2 separate regions of the Oryctolagus cuniculus genome follow, and region 2 is linked to region 1. A link is a contact called in public Micro-C data. All regions are on one chromosome and are shown on one strand. The core of a region is the stretch at or near the end of the contact, and the rest is flanking DNA. Distances in the headings are between cores, read along the strand shown. Region 1 has its middle 13 kb from the start of GRIFIN. Region 2 holds the start of LFNG (LFNG O-fucosylpeptide 3-beta-N-acetylglucosaminyltransferase).

Region 1 (6,165 bases), core at 1,980-4,479:
TACGTCACCGGCGAGGATGGCCCACTGGTCATGAGGCACGGATGGACGAGCGACGCCCTGGCCACAGCCAGCAGGCTTTGTGAGAGGTGAGAACTGGCACGGAACAACTTTGAAAGAGAAGGGAAAGGTTGCAAGACTTCAAGTACCCAGCTTCCAAACCCACCACACAGCAAGGAGCCAAGCGGGCAGCGCATTGGCCCCATGCGGGGGTACAGGAAGACGGTGGGCACAGCTAGGGGAGGTCTGCTGAGCCAGGTCGGGAGCCCCGCCCTCCACGGACGCTTGGAGCCGGCCCAGGTGGTCTCGGGGCTCTTGGACTCGGTGGGCCACAGAATTTTCCGGAGCACTCGCACTCTCACCTCCCCTGGCTGGAGGTTGGGCTCTGATTAGGGAAGGATGAGCCCGGCATGCGGCGTTCCTGAGCTGAGGCTGCCCCCTGGTGGACAGTGCTGGGAAGCGGTTGACACCACCAGCCAGGGCCTGGACTCTGGCCTGGAGAGCCCGGACCTGCCCTGGGGGAAGCTGCCTCCCAGGTGGCCCTGCGCACAGGGCAGCTGAGGCTGCAGGCCCCCACCTGTCACCGGGAGAGGGACCATCGGCCCCCATCCCCAGAGGGTCCTCACCCACACCCTTCCGCAGCCGAGGGTCTCGCTCGGCCTCCCACGGCAGGGGCCTGCTCTCTCTCCCTCTTAGGCCACGCGAGGGCAGGGGACAGCCCCAGGAGACACTGGAGTGCAGGGTCCCCTTCACCCTGCCTGGCCTGGGCTGGGGCGGCGTCCCCGAGGCCTGGGAGGGCCAGGGAGGTGCTGAGGGCGAGGGCCTCAGGCTGTGCTGGCCGCGGGGACAAGGGTGGGTGGAGACCCCACAGCACATCTGGCAGAGGGCAGGGGACAGTGCTGACCCGCCCAGGCCAGAGGACACTGTGTGCACGCTGCCCCCGCCCTGTCACAGGCGGCTCCCGGCACATGAGGGGACAAGGAGACCCCTGGGGCATGGCTGTGAAGCGACGGCCTGGCTCAGAGGCCAGGGCCTGCCCAGCGCCCAGTGAGAAATCCTTTCCTTCCCAGAGGGCTCGTGGCCAGGACTGGAGATCACCCCTCTGGTCTGAGACCACACGGCCGGCACCGCCCGCGGCACGGGGGCCGTGAGCAGCCACACCACAGTGTAAGTCGCCGCCTGCCTGCCCGGACGTCACCGGCCTCCCAGCCGCCGAAGGCCCTCCCGGGGCAGTCACGTGAGCGGGCTCGCTCGTTTACACGCGATGTGGACGTCGCATAGGCAGGTGCTGCACCCGGGAGGGAGTTCTGTCCGCTTCCACAGGCGAGGGCCCCAGGGCGCTCCTCAAGGCGCCAGGGAGGGGACAGGCACGCGGGAGGGTCTTCCATGCTCATCTCTGCTCGTGGGCTATGCCCGAGCCACTGTCCACTTCCTGCTTCCCTGGACACAAGCCAGCACAAGGTGCCCGCTGCCTGCACTGCCAGCTGGACGCCTGGCCACCTGCCCCATCAGGAAGTCACGCACACGTATGTGCACACCCATGCACGCTCACACACCCATGAACACACATGCACACCCACACTCCCATGCACACGTCCCACCCCCAGACAGATCTCTGTCTGTTGGCCTGGTAAGGCAGCAGGTTAAGTGGACAGGGGAAAGACCATGAGGTGGCCGCCACCATGAGAAAGACAGAGGCACCTTGGCCACTCGGGCTGGGACTGTGGGCCTGGGCGGGGTCAGGGTCAGCAGCCACTGGGCCTAGGGATGCTGCCTCTGTACCTCCCCCCTTGGCCGGATGCCTCTGGAGCCCCCCTGCCCTTTCCACCACGCCCCCCGCACCCAGGAGTGGCCCCAGGGCCCGCCACCACCCTGTCTGTGGCCTGCACCTTGGTTCCTGTCCCCAGCGGCAGGCAGCCAACACTACAGGCCAGGGGCACTCTGATGACAACGCAGTCACTAAGACGGGAGGTGCCCGGCTCGCAGGTGCCCACGTGGTCCCTGGGAAAGCCCAGCCCGGAGGGCCGGTGCCGTGCTACTGCCGGTAAAGCTGCTGCCTGCACCCCAAATGGCCTCTGGTTCAAGTCCCGAACAAACTGGTTTTCCAGGGGCCGGCGCTGTGGCATAGTGGGTAAAGCCTCCACCTGGGGCACTGGCATCCCACATGGGCACCGGTTCAGGACCCGGCTGCTCCACTTCCATCCCGGCTCCCTGCTGATGGCCTGGGAAAGCAGCAGAGGATGGCCCAAGTCCTTGGGCCCCTGTACCCTCGTGGGAGACCCAGAAGAAGCCCCTGGCTCCTGGCTTCCACCTGGCCCAGCCCTGGCCGTTGCAGCCCTCTGGGGAGTGAACCAGAGGATGGAAGATCTTGTAACTCTGACTTTTAAATAAATAAATGAATCTTAAAAAAAAAAAAAAAAAGGCCAGCCTGGCCACTACGGCCCAGTGAGTCAGACGGCGCACCAGGCCCTCGCAGCTCTGCAGGCAGCAGCCCAGGCGTGCCGGAGCGCAGGGCGGAGGCCGTGGCCAGGCCTGCAGGAGGCTGGCAGGCCGGGGGGAGGCGGCTCTCAGCTGCTGTACAGCCAGGCCTTTCCCTCGGTGTGTGGGCTCCCCATGGCTCGCAGGCCTTGTGGACCCGTCTTGACCACGTCCCAGGCCCTGAGGCACAGCAGCTTCCTGGAGTGGGTCAGCCACGCCGGACACGGTCCCTCCACGAGTGCCAGAGCCGCCTGGTCAGGGGTCAGCGTGGGCTGTAGGACACAGGGTGGGGGGCACGTGGCTACCGTGCCCACCTCCCCATAGGCGCCACCCCTTGACCGAACCCTTGTGCTCCGCCCCTGGGCTCAGAGGTGAATCTGCTCAGGACAGTGGACACAGCCCTGGGGCTGCAGCCATGGGCATGGCCGTCACCAGACAAATGAGGAGCCGGAAGCCCTGACACGGCTGCCCATGTCTCTCCGCAGACGCTGCCCTGTGGCGTGCGCAGTGGCGGACAGGAGGCCCTGTAACACCCGCGTGTGTGGGGCGGCCTGGGGCAGCCCGGCCAGCAACCCCTCCCTAGTGGCTGGGTTTTTCCTCTCCTCCCTGGCCACGTCACCCCGCGGGCCTGCGGCTGGCTCCCTGCTGTTCGCCCTCCTGCCAACTCCTCACTTCCTCGGCCAGCACTCTGAGGTCCAAGGCAGCCCCAGGCCAGGCCCGTCCTCTCCCTCGCAGCCCCAGGGCTGGCTCCTCAAGGCTCCGGGGGCCTGCCGGGACCAGCGCACGCCTGGGCAGGCACAGGCCAGGTGTGAGTGCCCCGTCCAGCTGCACAGTGGTGGGTGACGCACCCACAAGAGCTCTGGAAACATCTGTGAAGAGCAGGGGCTCAAGACGGCAACGTCTGGGGACCTGGTAATAGAGGGACCTCAGGGAGTTGTCACAGCCTGGGCCTCAACTACCCCATCTGGAAAATGGGAACAAACCCACAACTCCTGCCCGCTCCACTCGTGGCTTTTGAAGTGGATGCTCAGACGGTCGGGCAGGCCCAGGCCGGCTCTCTCCCTGGAGCCCGGGGGCCCAGGCCGGCTCTCTCCCTGGAGCACGGGGTCGGGAGCGGAGGGCTCCCTGCTGAGACAGGCACCCTCTTCCGGAAGCCCCGTGGGGGAAGGTTTCTGGCAGCCAGGCCCCCCTGCCTTCCCCCCACGGGTGGCGGGGTGGCCCCATCTGCCCTAAGCTCACCCTCCCTCCACCCCCTGCTCGGCTCTGGCTCTGGGAGAGGTTTCTGGAACACTTTAGAGCCAAATGCTTTCCAACCGAAGCTTTTCAAAGCCCAGACCACTTCCAGAGCCAGCCCACTCTGCAACCTGACACTTGAGGATCCGCGGGCGAATCCGCGCCCCCAAGTCTCAAACCACCATGTTCCGGACGTGGACCCAGACCGGCCGAAGCGGCAAGACGGCTTCACACAACGGCCTTTGAAGCCCTCAGTGCCATCAGAAAGAAAAGCACCCCGCAGGTTTGAGCCGCAGCCTGTGACGCCGGCAGCCCAGGGCAGCTCCCTGCCATGCCTGGGAAGGCGGGGCTGAGGGTACAGCGCTGGAGACCCTGCCGCCCACGTGGGGAGCCGGATGGAGCTGCAGGCTCCTGGCCACGTGGGGAGTGAACCAGCGGATGGAAGACTTTTCTCTGCGTCCGTCTCTCCCTCCCTCTCTGTAACTCTGCCTTTCAAGTAAGGAAAGGAGAGGGGGAGGGGTCTCATCCTCGCCCAAGGATCTCCCTAGGGGAGACTGCCCCGGCACTCAGCAGCCGGCAGGGTCCGGGGGAGCCCTGCTCTGTGGGCGACTCTCACAGCCCCTCCCCCAGCCAGCTGTGCCCAGGACTGCTGGCTGTCAGAGACCCGAGGCGGGACACCCACTCCGACACCAGGCAGCAGGGTCCCGCCCTGACCAGGGACTGGGCCGTGGGCTTCCGAGCCTACCGGCCTCTTTCCAGCATCCACGTGGGCTCCTCGGCCTTGAGCGAGAAGCACTGTGACAGTGGGGGCGGGGGGCTGCGCTCGGGTTCCCGCCTCCCACCTGGGATTGGCCAGGTGTGATTTCTCACACTGCGTGTGCTCACTTCTCCCACAAGGCCCACCAAGCACCAGGAGCCCTGGTCTGGGTCGGGTGGGGGCCCTGTGCAGGGGCAGGCGAGGAGCAAGGACACCATGTGGAAGCCCTGTGTGGGGAGGCCCCCAGGTGCAGGGTAAGAGATACCGTCGTCTCGCTTGAAGCCACGGGGCAGGGACCCAAACCCTTGTCCCCTCTGGCCCGGGAGCACCGAGGTTCCCCGAGCTGATGTCCACTCAGGAGCGCCTCTCCCTAGCGTGTAAGCAAAGGTGGCACTTCCTCGTGGGGCAAACAGTATTTTCAAGGGCTGCTCCAAGTTTGCTTACAAGATGATCTCCAGTCCAGGGGCAGAGGCCGAGCCAGAAGTCATGGCCTGGCCCCTGCCCACCTCCTGGGGAGCCGGCTTGTGTGGTACGGCGGCCCTGTCCTGCCCCTGCCTCTGGCCCTGACACGGCACCACACGCCCCTGCCCTCACTCTCACATCCTGTGAGCCAAGAATTCTCTTTTTTTTTTTTTTTTTTTTTTGACAGGCAGAGTGGACAGTGAGAGAGAAAGACAGAGAGAAAGGTCTTCCTTTGCCGTTGGTTCACCCTCCAATGGCCGCTGTGGCCGGCGCGGTGCAGCCGGCACACTGCGCTGATCCAAAGGCAGGAGCCAGGTACTTCTCCTGGTCTCCCATGGGGTGCAGGGCCCAAGCACCTGGGCCATCCTCCACTGCACTCCCGGGCCACAGCAGAGAGCTGGCCTGGAAGAGGGGCAACCGGGACAGAATCCGGCGCCCCAACCGGGACTAGAACCCGGTGTGCTGGCGCCGCAGGCGGAGGATTAGCCTATTGAGCCGTGGTGCCAGCAGCCCGAGAATTCTTGAGCCGAGCCCGGCAGGCAGTGGGAGCCCTCACTGAGCGTGGCGCCTCCGTGCGTCAAGGCTCCTGAAACCACAAAGGCAGGAAGCGTTGCCCGGCCCCAGAGCAGCGCGGCCGGGTGGCGGCTAGGCACGGCTGGGCTCTGGGTGGTGCTTGCCTTTTCATCCAAGGGTTTCAAAGTGCACACAGACAGGAGGACTTAGTCCCTCCCGCGGGTGGTTGTTCCACCGCGGAAATGAAGGCACAGTACATACTGTCGGCTCCCTGCCCCGAGACAGATCCTGGAGGCTCGGCACTGCGTGGCCGCCTGCAGGTCCGCCACCAACGGCTGCTTCCACCAGGCACACCTGAGGGCCAGCCGCTGCTCAGCGCAGGAGGACCCTCTGTCGGGGCCGGCGTGGTGGCGCAGCGGGTTAAGCCACCACCTGCCACGCCAGCATCCCATATGGGAATGCTATTCAAGTCCCAGCTGCGCCACTTCCAATCCAGCTCTCTGCCAATGCACCTGGGCAAGCAGCGGAGGATGGATCAAGTACTTGGGCCTCTGCCACCCACATGGGAATCCAGGAGGGAGTTCCTGGCTCCTGGCTTCAGCCTGGCCCAGCCCCGGCTGCTGCAGCCATTTGGGGAGTGAACCACCAGACGGAAGCTATGTCTCTCTCTCTCTCTCTCCCCCTCTGTAACTCTGCCTTTCATATAAACAAAACCTTAAAAACAA
Region 2 (6,043 bases), core at 284-2,783, 39 kb before region 1:
GCCAGTGCCCCCAGGGCTGTCACTCAGGGACATGGGGGGGCTGGCCCTCATCGCCAGGCAACCTGAGTGGCCAGCGGGCCGCGGCGTTCCCATGGACGCCAAGCGGCACACAGAGGCCCACGCCTTTCTGGGCTGGAGAAAGGGGCTTTGTTACCTTGGCCAAGGGCCGGCGTGAGAGCCGCCAGGCGCTGGGAATCCTAACGGCCCGGCCGCCAAACAAAACCCGCGCCCCCGCGGCCCCCGCCTGCCAGCCCGCTGAGCCCCTGAGAAAGGGACGCTGCGTTCCCAAGGGGCTGCTGTGGGCCGCCCAGGGCCCCTCCCTGCACTCCCCGATCCCACCCCAAGTCCCTCAGCCACGCCAGGGGCCCTGGGGTCAGAACAGAAATGAAGAGGCGTGGGGTGCCCCCCCACCACGCCAGGGGAGATGCGCCTGGACTGGCCCACCCGCCCCAAACCAAGGTCCTGCCGTAGCCTGGGGGGGAGACCCAGAGAGGGAGGGTCTCGGCGGGACCCCCAGCCTGGGGGCCGCAGCGCAGTGGCGACGGGTCTCCACACAGACCCACAAGCCGAGCCGTCTCTTTCTTTCCAAACGCGTGTCCAGCACCGAGCAGCCAGCAACGGCCTGCGCCCACCACAGCACAGCAGGAGGAAGAAGGGGCCCGACCCCTCACTTCCCCTCTAGGGAAAGCCAGGGAGGGCTCGCAGCCCAGCGCGGGTGCCCTCCGGGGACATGGGCAGAGCCTGCCTGGGGAGATCTGGAGACCGCAGCGCCTCGGGAAGCAGTCAGCCCTGTGGGACACGCCGCAGCCCAGGGCGCCGGCCCCAAGCGCTGGAGACCCGGCTTCGGCCAGAGCCTGCACCCGGGCCCCCCAGGCCGCCCGACAACCGCAGGGTGGGCAGTCGCCGCCCCACCAGACGGCCCCAGGGGCGGGACAGCGCCGAGCCGCCTGCAGCAGGGCCCGACGGGCGCCCTCAGCCCACGCCACCGCAGCCCCAGGGCTCACCGACTCCTTGTGGCGCGAGATCCAAGTCTCGAGCAGCAGGTCGAGGCGCGCGCGGTGGAATTTTCTGGTAGTCTTCACAGCTATGAAGACGTCGCGGGGCGCCAGCGGCTCGGCGGGGGCGCGCGGGGCGCCGTCCACCCGGCGAGGGGCGCGCCCGGGCGGGGGTGCCGCGTCCCTGCGCGCGCGGGCCAGCAGGCTGAAGTACGCGGACAGACTGTGCACCTCGCGGGCCAGCGCGCCCGGAGGCTCCGCAGCCGCCGCCGCCGCCGCCGCCGGGGCCGCCCCCGCGGGGCTCGCCAGGCTGCGCAGCGCGCGCCTGCCCCGCTCGGCCCGCACCGGGGGCGGCGGCGGGTCAGCCGTGAGCACCAGCAGGCAGGCGAGCAGCGCGCCGGCCAGCGCCAGCAGCAGGCGCCGGCCGCAGCGCTTGAGCATGGTTGAGGGGGCGGCCGCGCGCCGCGCCTGCCCGTGCGCCCGCACGCCCGCGCCCCGCGGCCCGCGCCCGGATCCCGCTCCGGCTCCCGAAGCGCCGTCCAGCAGGGCACCGCCTGCGCGCGCCGCCCTTAAAGCGCCCCGCCAGCCCCGCCCCCGGCCCGCCCCCGCGCGCTCATTGGCTCTGGGGCGTGGGGGTGGAGCCTCGCGCGCGGCGCCCGGCGGCCGGGCAGCACCCACGTGGGGCCGCGGCGGGGGGCTGGGAACGGCCGGTGGGCGCCGGGCCCCGCCCCCGCTCGCACGTGCACACCCCTCCTGCTGGGGTGGGCCGCTGAGGGGCGTGGGGCGTGGGGCTTTGGGGCGGGCCAGCGCCGGTAGCCTGGGCTGTGAAACCCGGGCAGGCCCGTGCCGCCGAGGCGCACCTGGGCACCTGGCGCGCGGAGGAGCGCGCCCGGGGGGCTGGGCCCTGGGGTCCTGGACCCCAGGCTGAGGGCTGGGGAGGCCCCTGCTTCGCCGAGCCCAGCCTCCCCTGGGAAGCGTCTGGGTCGCCCGCGCTGGGCTCCGGGCAGCCGTCGTGGCTGTGGGGAACTTTGGCCACCTGTGCCGCAGGTGCGCACACCAGGCTGCAGCGAGACAGCGCCTTTGCCAGATCGCGCTCCGCGCCCCAGCACGAGCTCCTTGGCGCGCGCCGGGCGGGCTGGTTCCTCCCCCTCCCGGAACCCGAACCGGCGCCCCGTGGCGAGCAGGATGAAAGGCCTCCCTCTGTCCCATTTGGTCGCTGGGCGCGCGGGCCAGATGTAGCCCAGCTGTGCGCCCTCCGCATCCCGCGGCGCCCACCCCGGCCCTTCCCACGGGTCCCGGCGGGCCCCTGCACGAGCGGGGGCGTTAGGAATGCGCGCCTGGGGCCGAGGGTGAGGGGCTGAGGGCCCGGAAGTGGCCCGGGGCCCCCGGAGCGGGAACGGGGTCCCAGCCGCGCCGTCCGGAAGCGCGGCTGGGAGCGGCTCTGCGCTTGGCTGCACCCCTCCTGGGGAGACGCTCCGCGACCACCGCGCTGGGCTGCCTCTCTGGCCGTGCTCACTGCCCGCTGCACGGTCATCCCAGCACGTGAGCTGCCTGCCCAGAGCGACAGCCGGGCGCGCCCTAGCGTCCTCCTGGCCGGGAGCACCAGCGGGCTGTACAAAGATTTATTGGGATAAATGTCTGATCCCCTCGCCAGACCCGCGCGCGGAAGCTGCGGCCCATTTGCTTCTGCGGCTGCCGCGGGGGGAGGGGGGGCACTCCTAGCTCGCCAGTGATGGGGGGTGGGGGATGGTGGTTCCCAGGCCGCTTCCTGCCTCTCCCCACCCCCACAACACACCGCAGGTAATTAGCAGGCACCACCTCGGCAGGCAGATGCCTGAGCAGATGGCGCTGGATGTGCCCAAGTGACAAGTCTCCCATGGCGTCACCTCCTGCCATAAACCCCTCCCCCATCAGCCGGAGCCCTGCCCTGGAGCCTGGCGGACGCTGGAGGGCTTGAGGTGTGCAGGAGAGAGAAGGGCAGGGCAGCCGGGCTGGCTGCTCCCAGGCCGCAGAGCCCAGCCCAGCTGCCCCGCGTCGGTCTCCCGTGCCTCTGCTATTCCAGAGAGATCCCTGGCCTCTCCTCCCTGGGCCACGAGGCCTGGAGTCCCTGTCCTCCGTCCCCATGCTGCGGCCCCTGCACACGTGTGCAGGTGGAAGTGGCCAAGGCTCCCCAACCTTGCGGCTTGGTCCCTGCCCTGCCGTGCTGTTCCCCACAGTTCTCGCCAGCCCCAGCGGGCCAGGCGCAGTCGCTGGCCGCGAGGGTGGGTGCTGAGCCCCCTGCACCCTGCAGCAAGTCCATCAGCCTAGAGGGAGGGAAGAGGCTCCCAGGGCACAGAAGGCAAGCGGAGGGGCTGAGCCCGGCTCCACCGCCAGTGTGGAGCGCAGAGCTGGGCGGGGGCTTCCTCCTCCCACAGCAGGGCCTGGTGGGGGCGGCCAGCTGTGGCTGCCCGTCTGGGAGCCACAGGACGCGGCTGGCAGCATTCTTGGGTGTCCCGCAGGCTTTGGCAAGACTGATTCAGTTTCTTTGCTGTCAGGAGAATGGAATTTCGTGGTGACTCCTTGAGGTCTGAAACGGGAGGGGGGTGGGTCGGTAGCCGCCCCCTGCCCCTTCGCCAGCTCCAGCCACAGCTGTGCCCCTCCCCCCCAGCCAGGATCCCCCAAGAGCCCCCTCCCCCAGTACACTGCAGGGCGATGTGATGAGAGAGCAGCTCAGGGCAGCCAGCAGCCGGGGAGGGGCTACAGAGCAGAGCAGGCTGCCCCGGGCTGGGGGTGTCGGGGCCCAGGGCCAGCTGGACCGTTTGCCTGCCACCCCCAGGGACCACTGCCCTGCTCCTCTGAGTCTCAGTCCTCACCATCAGTTTCGGAAAGTGCTGGGGGTGACGGGTGGACGGAGCAGGCAGCCTGGCCCTTGGCCCGCTGCCTCCAGCCGGCTGCAAATTCGGGTCACTGTCTCTGCCAGAGGCGGGCCCAGGGTGGCTCTTCCTTGCCCCCCCCCCCACCCCGGGCTGGCTCTGGGAAGGCCCTCCTGCAGGGAGCGGGCGAGATGGCTGGAGACCTAAAGGGTGGACCCCACCGGCCCCTTGCTCTGCAGCCGGGAGCCGCCCCCCTGCAGGCCGGCAGCAGAGCCCAGGGTCACCGGGATGACTGCCCCCAGGCTCCTAAGGGGCAGTGGCAAGGCCAAGGTGGGCCAGGGAGGTGCAGTCACCGCCAACAGAGGAGGGCCCAGGGTGGCCAGGACGCCTAGCCTGGCAGGTCGCGAGGCAGGCGGGAAGGGGTGCAGCGGATGAGGGCAGCTGGGGCAGGCACCGCCCCAGGGAAGAAGCAGGCAGCGCCCAGCTGCAAGGGGCGCCCCCCTTGCCGAGCCCCGCCCACCTGCTCTGCCCAGCACCCCCGCGCCCTGGCTCTCAGGCTGTGAGGCCTTGGGCCCGTTCCCATCTCTCTGTGGGCTTCCGTCATCACGGTGGGCCTGGCGCCTTCCGGCCCTGGCCAGGGCTGGCTTGGGGTGGGTACAATGCCCACGCTAAGCAAAGACCTTTCTGGAGGCGAGCTGCCTGGGTGTCCGAGTGGACAGAGTGGCCAGGCCCGTCAGAGCCCGCCTCTGAGGTGGCTCAGGACAGGTAAGGTGCCCTTGGGGGACACCCTGCAAAGCCAGCCCTCCCGGGAAGTCCCTCCACCCCTGCCACCAGCCCCTGTGTGACGCCCTGAGCAGGTGCCGACCACGTGAGGTCGCAACTGCCCTCTTACCTGTCTGCCCCCCCCCCGGGAGGATGGGGGACCCCACATGCTCTCCTGTGGACAGGTGGGCAGATGGGCGGATGGATGGGTAGATGGGTGGACGCTCAGAGAGTGTGGGGATCAGGGAAGGTGCTAGAAGTCGGCTCTGGGAGCAGCCGGGCCCCAGTGCCTGCACAGTGGCTGGCATTGGTGCTCAGTGAGCTGTTATGTTAGGATGGACGGATGGACAGGCAAGGTGGATGTGCAGACACACAGACATGCAGAGGGCTACTGGCACGGCTCCCTGCCTCTGTGCCCCCAGCGCCCAGCCGGGGACCAGGGGTCTCGGGCTAGGAGACTGGTTCAGGAGGTTGGGGGTCCGCACAGAGAGGGTGGGCACGTCCTCTGCCTCAGGGCAGGCAGGGGAGGGTCTCTGGCCTTGGGCAGGCCCGGGGCTGGCAGCTGCGCCTCTTCCTGGTGGCTCTGTCCCGGGGCAGCTGGGCCGTGAGGCTGCATAGCCTAATGTGATTTGCAGCCGCCAGCAGCAGAGCCCGGCCACCAGCACCCACTTCCTGACGTCCTGCGGAGACCAGACGCCCACCAGGGAGGCACCAGAGCTCCCCTGCCCCAGCCTGCCTTTGTCTTTCCAAGAATGGCCGGCTTGTGTGGCGGCCGCGATGGGCAGGGGGCCTCCTCCGGTGACCCCTTGCCCGTGTCAGTGGGACAGGATCCCAGGAAGAGTGGGAGGGGGGCTCCCGGCCAGATGGAGGCAGCAGGGGTCTGAGCCTGGCTCATGGCCCACAGGGGCCCTGCCTTCCGCGGGGCCCGGGTTCGTGTCTGAATTCCCCTGACCTCGGCCGGCTCCTCATCCTAACTCGGCCGGAGGTGGCTTCCTTATGGCCCTCGAGGGTTGGGGTGGAGATGGATCCGGGGAGAGCAGGTCACTGGCGCAGGGGGGACCACCTGAGATGGCCCAGGGAGAGCAGGTCATTGGCGCAGGGGGACTGCCTGAGATGGCCCAGGGTTGGTGCACCGACCCCACCCACCTGTCCGTCTGTCCTTTCCACCCGACGAACCCCTCGCTGGAGCACACAGGGCGCATCCGAGGGTGACGGCCATAGCCTCGGCCCTGGGGAGCTCACCATCTCAACAGGAGTCCAGATGTCCCCAGCTTGGGCACTGGGTGGGGAGGGCTGGGAAAGGGGCTGAGCCCTTGGGTGTCCAGAGCCTGCGGCATGCGGGGGTGGGGTATGGAGGGCCCGGGAAAAGCTTCTCTGGGGCTCCAGGGCTTGAGGAGGGGGAGGGGCTGGCAGGTGTGCCGCGACACTGAGGGC

The links. Hi-C and Micro-C count contacts between places; a contact is called where the count stands out from the background.
Region 2: a contact with region 1 is called in a Micro-C map of ear pinna, with 4 times the contacts expected there. The contact joins the promoter of LFNG here to the enhancer-like site in region 1. A contact is called at or near these places in 3 of 6 Hi-C or Micro-C datasets (ear pinna, skin fibroblasts and an unstated tissue).

The regions. Positions count from the first base shown.
Region 1 is chr19:37,271,960-37,278,124 of mOryCun1.1, reverse strand. No RefSeq gene overlaps it. Among named protein-coding and RNA genes, the nearest start is that of GRIFIN, 13 kb to the left of the region's middle. Within about 2 kb of position 3,229, at least 2 of the 8 cell types and tissues checked have an H3K27ac peak or open chromatin away from gene starts, as enhancers often do. A contact at or near this core is called in ear pinna, where this site is marked.
Region 2 is chr19:37,309,300-37,315,342 of mOryCun1.1, reverse strand. It overlaps LFNG (LFNG O-fucosylpeptide 3-beta-N-acetylglucosaminyltransferase), which reads right to left and starts at 1,533. Exons shown (of 8, transcript XM_002724021.5): 1 at 1,005-1,533. The coding sequence starts at 1,436.